Regions from separate parts of the Mus musculus genome. Here region 2 is linked to region 1. Evidence: chromatin contacts called from public HiChIP or PLAC-seq data. All regions are on one chromosome and are shown on one strand. Each heading gives the region's core, a stretch centred on a gene start, on an enhancer-like site or on the middle of the called end of the contact. The rest is flanking DNA. Distances are from core to core; before and after follow the strand shown. Region 1 overlaps 0610040F04Rik (RIKEN cDNA 0610040F04 gene). Region 2 overlaps Itpr1 (inositol 1,4,5-trisphosphate receptor 1).

Region 1 (3,853 bases), core at 702-3,201:
TTAAAAATCAGGGGCAAAGCCGGGCATGGTGGCGCATACCTTTAATCCCAGCGTTTGGGAGGCAGAGGCAGGCGGATTTCTGAGTTCGAGGCCAGCCTGGTCTATAAAGTGAGTTCCAGGACAGCCAGGGCTATACAGAGAGACTCTGTCTCAAAAAACAAAAACAAACAAACAAACAAACAAAAAACAAAAACAAAAAAAAAACAAAAATAAAAACCAGGGACAGTGCTCTGTTAAATAAAACTGTGAAATTAAAAACAAAACAAAAAAAAAAACAAACAAGCAAAAACCTCTCTCTGTAACTTCTATACCCCACCCTCCAAGTGACATCTTGCCCTGAACTAATACTGTATGCCACCATCCTATCCTTACTAAAATTTCCCTACCTTATTCACAATCATTCAAGCTACCATAAACAACAGCAACAACAAAATCTAATAAACTAAGTTATAATGACATGTCTTAGTGTGGTGTTTACGGGTCGGCACGGATTGCCCATTAGCACCCGTGTTGAGAGCAGTCATTGAAAAAGATGCCTTAATGAGATGAGGCTACAGGCATTTAGCAGTGTTCAAAAGGAGCATGGGAAGGGGGGATTCAGAGGAGAGAGTGGGGACTGAGGTGCTGCCCAAGTGTCTTAGTTACTTTGATTGCCTCTATGGCAAAATACCCAAGGAAAGGGTTAATCTTGGCTCATAGTATGAGGGCACTATCATGGTGGAGAAAGGCAGCTGATTATATTGTGTCCATAGTCAGCAGGCGCCAGAAGGTGATTTATTCTCCCTCCCTTCTTTTTATATTCTAGTTGGAGATCATTGATTATGGATGGTATAACCTGCATTTAGCATAGGTCTTCCTTGCTCAATTAGCCTAACCTATAAATGCCCCCCCCACACACATACACACACAGAGACATGTCCAGAGGTTTGTGATTCCCCATTCCTATCAAATTTGCAGTAAAGATCAACTACTACAGTGCCTACGGAAGCCTGAAACAGAGTAATGAGTAGCTCATTAGACATGTGGCTAGTTCAAAACAGAGATTGAGGCAGGAAAGAGAAGACCTGGGAGTGAACATAGAGGTTGGGTTGGTACCTGGAACTATGAGAGCATGAGGACATCCCAGAAATGGGCTCTCCATTTCACTTCCACTGTTGCCCTATTACTCAGGTCATTCCTGGAGCCTCCTAGCTTGTGTCTCTATGACCATTTCCTCCACTTCCATCCTCCTTCCTCCTCAGCAGCCAGGTGAGTCCTGTCCGTTAGATGACCTGATTCTTCTCAAACTCCCTAATGAACCCCCATAGACCCCATCTCACCAAAAAAGAGACTAAACACTGCTACTGGCTGGTGAGCCCTGACAGCATCCAAACTCATTATTTCTGACCTTGGTCCTAAACTTCACTGCATGTACCCTCAGGGCATCCTTTGTATTTTGAGCCCTTGTAGATTTTCCCCTTTGGGTCTTTGACCTGCTGCTCCCTCTGCCTGGAATCTTCTTCCTTTAGATTCCCATGTGTCAGTACTAGTCCCCTTTTGAGGCTTTTGCGCAAAGTCAGCATCTCAGCATCTGGGCATCTTTCTTTAGATTGCCCCTCCATCCCCCTACTCTCATCTGTACCCCATTCTTCTCCTGTATTTCCTTTTAAAGTGCTTATTGCTGGCTGGCACAATAGCTCAGCAGAACAGTGCTTGCTTTAAATACACCAGACCCTAGATTCAGTCCCTAGTAATGCCAAAAAAGAGTAATAATCAACTAAGCATTTGTCACCCCAGCTTTTGTGATAATTTGTTATCTATCCAAGGGCAGAGATAGATTTTTACATTTCCTTCACTAATGAACCACTAATGGACACAGACAAGTGCCTGATATACACGAGGGTAGAGCTATATTAACTAGATGTGGCATGAACTCTGAGAGAATCCTGAGGAGCTACAACTGTTGGGCAGAATTTCCAAAGGGAAATTGACAAGCTCTTTCCTGTGTCTGGTGATTTGAATGAGATCTCCCCCCAGAGTCATACTCATTTGAATATTTGGTCCTCAGCTGGTGGTTCCATTTGGGTAGATTTAGGGGGGTGTGGCCTTGCTGGAGGAAGTATACAACTGGGGGTAGGTTTTGAGGTTTCAAAAGCCACACCCATCCCCACTTTGCTCTCAGCTTCCTGGCTGTGGTTTAAGATGGGCACTCTAAGCTTATTGCTTCAGTCACCATGCCTGCCTGCTGCCATACTTCCCTGGTGCAATGACAAGACAATGACAGTTCCCTCTGTAACTGTAACCTTTTAAATAAATCCTTCCTTCTATATGTGTCTTGGTCATGTGTTTTATCACAGCAATAGAAAAGTACACTATGAGAGAAAACAAAGATTATGAGATTTCAATAACTAAGAAGTAGCCAAAAGTGGCCAAGAGTCAGATGACTGAGGAGGTGTTCTAGAAACCTTTGTTGGGTTTAGCAACCAAAAGGATGTGGGCTTGGTGAGAGAATCAATGACACATACATAGCTACCATAAATTATAAATGTTTAAGTAGAAGTAAGAGGGGAAGAAAAGAGGAGGAGGAGGAGGAGGAGGAGAAAGAGGAGGAGGAAAATGAGGAAGAGGTTATCATTCATTTCAGATGCTGCTGTCTAACAAATCCCCAAACTAGATGAGTGAAGATGGCATCTCTTTCACTATCTCTCAGAATCCTGTGGTTGATTGAGTTCAAATGAGCCCTTCCATTTTAGATGTCAGCTGGTGCAATGGCCATCTTGGGTACAGGTCGGCATCATTTCCTATAATGGGCCAACCAGCACATATTCCACGTTTTGTGTTATAAGGTTTGTCCCATGGCTGTATGATTTTAATGTTGTCATGAGAGAATAGCCTCAGAATATATACAAATGATTTGACAAAGCTAGGTTCTAATAAAAGTTTATTGGCAAAAGTCAGATAGTAGGTAGGATATGGCTGAGCACTACGTATCCCTTACCCTTGACTGAGGAGCTCAATCTGGGTTGGTACATCTAAGATGGCTCGCTCTTGAAGCATCACACGAGTGTTCACATGCCAGGGCTTCTTACAGCATGATGGCTGGTCCAAGGGTAGAAAGAAAAAGTTGTCAAGTTTAAGATGAAGCTTGCATAGCATCTCTTCCATCACCGGTTAAGAAGAACCTCAGAGATAGTCTGCATCTGGATTAGGCTGTTATGTGAAGATGGAAAGGCCAGGAAGCAATGGCAACTACTAACATTAGCAGAGGACCACACAATTCAGTTTTGTGTTTCATCCTGTCTGGAGCTCCCACCAAAGGGACAGTTTGGGTGACTGGTGATGTCACCCAGGGAACCTTTTAAGAGCTTTTTCTTAATACCCCTTGAAAGTGAAGATGATTTATTATTTTAAAACAATTCTATCTCATTAGTCTGAGAAACTGTAGGTCTTCTGGCTTGAATCCTTGAAACTGTTCTTTCAAATATTCATCCTCGGGCCAAAAAAAAAAAGTAAGAGAAAGGTGTTATGATTAGACATGTGATGGAATCCTGTTCATTCATAGAAATTGCAAGTTGTCCTCTAACTTCTACACAAGCATCATGGCACAAATGTCAGTGTGTGTGTGTGTGTGTGTGTGTGTGTGTGTGTGTGTATGTACACATACTGCATACACACATACACACAAAATAAATGTTTTTTTAATCACCATTGAGCAGAAGGTTTGTATAGCAGAAGTTTGGACATGATATCACATGCAGTACTTATTAACTACATGGATAAAGGCCATCATTTTATTAATGGACTTGGCAAATATTAGATGGTTAATGATCAAGGTAACATCACTGATAACTGCACACACTGATATCATGAGGCC
Region 2 (3,853 bases), core at 658-3,157, 90 kb before region 1:
ACCTTGTCTGACTGTAATAGTCCTCTCTTCTGCTCATGTGACTCAGTGCAGCCTCTTCTTTCTTACCTAACACCTACTTTCCTCATTTCCTGGCAGGCACCTGGAAATGGAAGACCCGCTTCCTAATTAGGTGTCCAAGGCAAACATACCTACTTTTAAAGAGGTCCCAGGACCCAGATGCAATGAACATTATCTGTGTGGCCACTGCACCATGCTTGGCGCCACACATTTTTCCTACAGTTTATGTTGATTTTGTTATACTTTTAGAGTGCTTTCCTGCTTACACACACGAGCCCAAATGACTCTTAAGATGTCCACCCATATACTCTGCTATAATGATATAGAATTTGTAAATACAAATTAATTCCTAAGATCTTATTTGAAAATGGGCTTGATAATGACAGTAAGATTTGGGATCTTTGTTCTCCTTCTCTGGGATCATTCTACAAAATTTAATAAAGTGAGGCTGGATATCTGGGGCTTTTGATGGGTAAGTTGGCCTCTAAGATCCCTCAATCGATTTGGGTACATGACTTTGTCAGCCAGTCCCCAGCATCTGATCCCTTCACAGAAGCTGGTTTACCCTGATGAGAGAAAGCTCACTACCCAGCAGCCACATGCTTCTGTCTTCTGAAATACAACATTCTTTTCTCCCTCAGCATTTCATCCCGTGAACTAAGATGGTTTTATGTGTCTGAGTGACTGACACAGGCCTGTAGAGTCTCAGCAGCAGCAGGTCACTGAAGCTGCTCTGTAGATAACAGATTACAGGCAGAGAAACACTTCAGCGTTTTAGCTAGTAGCTTTGAATCAGAGTATTTTATGGGCTGATCTTTTGCCTGTCGCTCTGTTGAGAAATTTACTAAAATGAATGTGGGGTAGTATAAATGTTTATCAGGGGATATAGCAGGGTAGACAGTGCCATGTTTTTCTTTCAGCAGAAAAGAAACATTGTAAGCAGCTCATGTTTAACTATTTAAGCTCATGTGAGTAGAGTCGAGTCTGTGAAGGATCCCTCCATGCTCCCACAAACACTGACTGTCAGCTTTGGTCTAGTCACTCCATAGAGCTGGGTCCAGCCCCTCACCTTAAACAGTAGTGAGCGCCTAGGAATTCCTTCGTGGACTCCCCTGATGTTTTACATTGTGATTTGAGCTGGGGATGTAACTCAATTGGTAGAATGCTTGCCCAGAGCCACCGAAGTGGACATGGCAGTACATAGCTATAATTCAGCTGTCAAGAGATAGAGGCTGGAGCATCAAGAGTTCAAGGTCAACTTAGACACAGTGAGTTTGAGGCCAGCTTGGGATACATGAGATCATGACTCCCTTCCCCCACCAACATACACACACACACACACACACACACACACACACAAAGATGTGCAAGAACATGGGTTGCCTTCTTTATTTTGAACCAGGTCTATGAATGGCTTCTCCTGAAAGATCACCTTAACTGATCTCAACTGATATATCATATTTAGACTTAGGTCTCTCAAGATATGGACACCACTAGTTCACAATGCAAACCCAGTGAGCCACCAGCACTTGTAAATAATGGCTTTTTTTTTTTTAAGCACACAGCTGCATCTTTCCTTTTCCATCATGCTCATAGATATCTTGAAGAGGGCATATGGTTCATAAAGACAAAAGTAGTCTGTGTCAGAAAAGACTGGCTCCCAGAGAAATGCTGGGAACCCATAGTAGATCATTGTTCCTGCCTACAGGGGTGTTCTGAAAAGTGTGCAGTGTGTATTGATAAGATCAAAGTGGTCCAGGTGAGAAGACAGCGGCTAGGCCCAGAGTGAATCAGTTCCCCTGGATCTCTGTGCATTCCTGCCCCGAGTATGAGGCATGCTGTTCAGGAGGGAGGCATCATGGGAAGAAGGAAGTGAGGTGAGAGAAGGAAAAGTCCCACTCTGCTAACCAAAGGTGAGAAAGACCGTTCACACGTACAGGCTGAGACACCAAGAGGATGGAGCTGGGTGGGGCATGTGGCTGAACTGCCCAGCCTTGTACAGTGAGCAGCATCTGTCGCCTACTGAAGGCTGGAAGGAACGTGGTGGTACCTTCCAGAAGTTCACAAACTGGAAATGGATTCAGGAGCCCATTGCCTCGTCTTCAGTCCATTAACAATCCCTTTACCCAAGGAAATTCACACATGGCCTTTAAAATGCCAGAACAGGAAGGAACTTAATGCAGGTTCCCCCCAGCCCCATGTAGCTCCTTTTAAATACAGTGCAGTGTGAGGTACTTACAGTGGTCAAAGCCTCAGAGAAAAGATGGTAACATCAGGGGCACATAAAGGGCGCGGGGTTTCAGTTAGGAAGAAGGAGTGTAGGAAGCCTGGTGTAGGCTATGCAGCAGTGTGAATGTATTCGGTGCTCCTGGGTTGTGACTTAAAAATTACTGTTTCTTCTGCGTGTTCTTATGCCCCATTCTGAAACAAAGTTTGTCAGTCATGTAGCTTGGCAAAGCTAAGAGCCGTAGTACTACAGACAGAAGCTAAAGAGGCAGTGTCCACTGCTCAGCTAGGAGCTTAAACTAGAAGCCTACTTTCCCCTTACATTCAATTGTACAGCAGTTTCCTCTTCCGGGAATTAAGAGCTCCACCGTGTTGACTGCAGCTTCTCTAGGCTAGGGAGACGGCTCAGTCAGTAAAGTGCTGGCCACAAGAGCCCGAGGGCCTGGGTTTGGCTCCCCAGAACCCACGGAAGAAGTCAGACCAGGTGTCCGTATACCTGTGCTCCCAAAGAAGCGGGGATCTCTGGGGTTTGCTGGCCAGGGAGTCTAGCCAAGTTGGGGAGCTCACATGAATAAGAGTCCTTTTCTCAAAATAATTAAGTGGGGTCAAGCATAGTAATCTACACCTTTAATCTCAATGTTTGTAAGTCAGAGTCAGACAGAGACCTCTGTGAGTTCAAAGCCAGCCTGATCTACACACTTTTGGGCCAGTCAGTAGTACCTAATGAGTACTGTTTCCAAACCAAACCAAAACATAAACGAACAAACAACATATGGAGAGTTAACAAGGAAGACTCTGATGCCAGCCATGGGAGGATGACGGGAAAAGATAACTCTTTTCCGTTTCCACCCTCAGAAGTGCCTCCCTCTGTTTCTCTTTGTGAATTCTAGGAAAGAAACCTTGATTGGTTCCCCAGAATGAGAGCCATGTCCCTGGTCAGCAGCGATTCTGAAGGGGAACAGAACGAGCTGAGGAACCTGCAGGAGAAGCTGGAGTCTACCATGAAGCTGGTCACCAATCTTTCTGGCCAGCTGTCAGAACTAAAGGACCAGGTAAAGGGCCAAACCCCCTCACCCACCCCCCACCCCATCCTCACTGCGGTCTCCCATCCCAACTCTGGCAGCACTCACGCTGCGGTAATGAAGCATCTCACCTCCATGGAGGGGACTGGGGGTCAGAAGACAGACTCCCCCCTCAGAGTCACTGCTTTGGCTGCCCTCACCCTTGGCATGGATATGTCACTGTTTCTGCACTACTTAGGCTGTGGTCTCAATATGTAAACTATAGTGAAACACTGAGCAACAAAACCATTACGCTGCATAGAGCTGCACCCTTTGAGACCTGACTCACCGATGGGAGAGTGTGTGCTTAGTTCTGCTTTAGCTTCTCAGCCCTGTGACTTCTCAGGTGTTCACCCGCATTTTAAAACTCCACCACTTGAGAGAAACTGCAGGTTTGGGGGAGCTTTTCTAGTCCTCTCAGAAACACAGCCCCCTGCCCTACTACCTCTTGAGGGAAGTTGAAAAGAGATGGCAGATTCACACTAAACCTAGCTTATTGTCCTCCACCCACAGACCTTTGATGCCTTGAGAGCACAGCAGTCACCAGA

Evidence for each region. HiChIP or PLAC-seq counts read pairs in DNA pulled down with a chosen protein or histone mark.
Region 2: a BATF HiChIP or PLAC-seq map of CD8 T cells shows a contact between it and region 1, with 23 read pairs. The contact joins two enhancer-like sites. A contact is called at or near these places in 1 of 15 datasets of contacts at CTCF or cohesin (CD8 T cells), 3 of 484 Hi-C or Micro-C datasets (B cells, embryonic stem cells and liver), 6 of 115 datasets of contacts at active chromatin or transcription factors (CD8 T cells, the HPC-7 cell line, T-cell acute lymphoblastic leukemia and 3 more) and 2 of 9 other capture datasets (liver and pancreatic islet).

The regions. Positions count from the first base shown.
Region 1 is chr6:108,628,765-108,632,617 of GRCm38.p6, forward strand. All of the region lies in intron 1 of 0610040F04Rik (RIKEN cDNA 0610040F04 gene), which reads right to left. Among named protein-coding and RNA genes, the nearest start is that of Bhlhe40, 30 kb to the right of the region's middle. Within about 2 kb of position 1,952, at least 75 of the 459 cell types and tissues checked have an H3K27ac peak or open chromatin away from gene starts, as enhancers often do. A contact at or near this core is called in CD8 T cells, where this site is marked.
Region 2 is chr6:108,538,769-108,542,621 of GRCm38.p6, forward strand. It overlaps Itpr1 (inositol 1,4,5-trisphosphate receptor 1), which reads left to right. Exons shown (of 62, transcript NM_010585.5): 61 at 3,135-3,296. Among named protein-coding and RNA genes, the nearest start is that of Gm44040, 4.9 kb to the left of the region's middle. Within about 2 kb of position 1,908, at least 19 of the 459 cell types and tissues checked have an H3K27ac peak or open chromatin away from gene starts, as enhancers often do. A contact at or near this core is called in CD8 T cells, where this site is marked.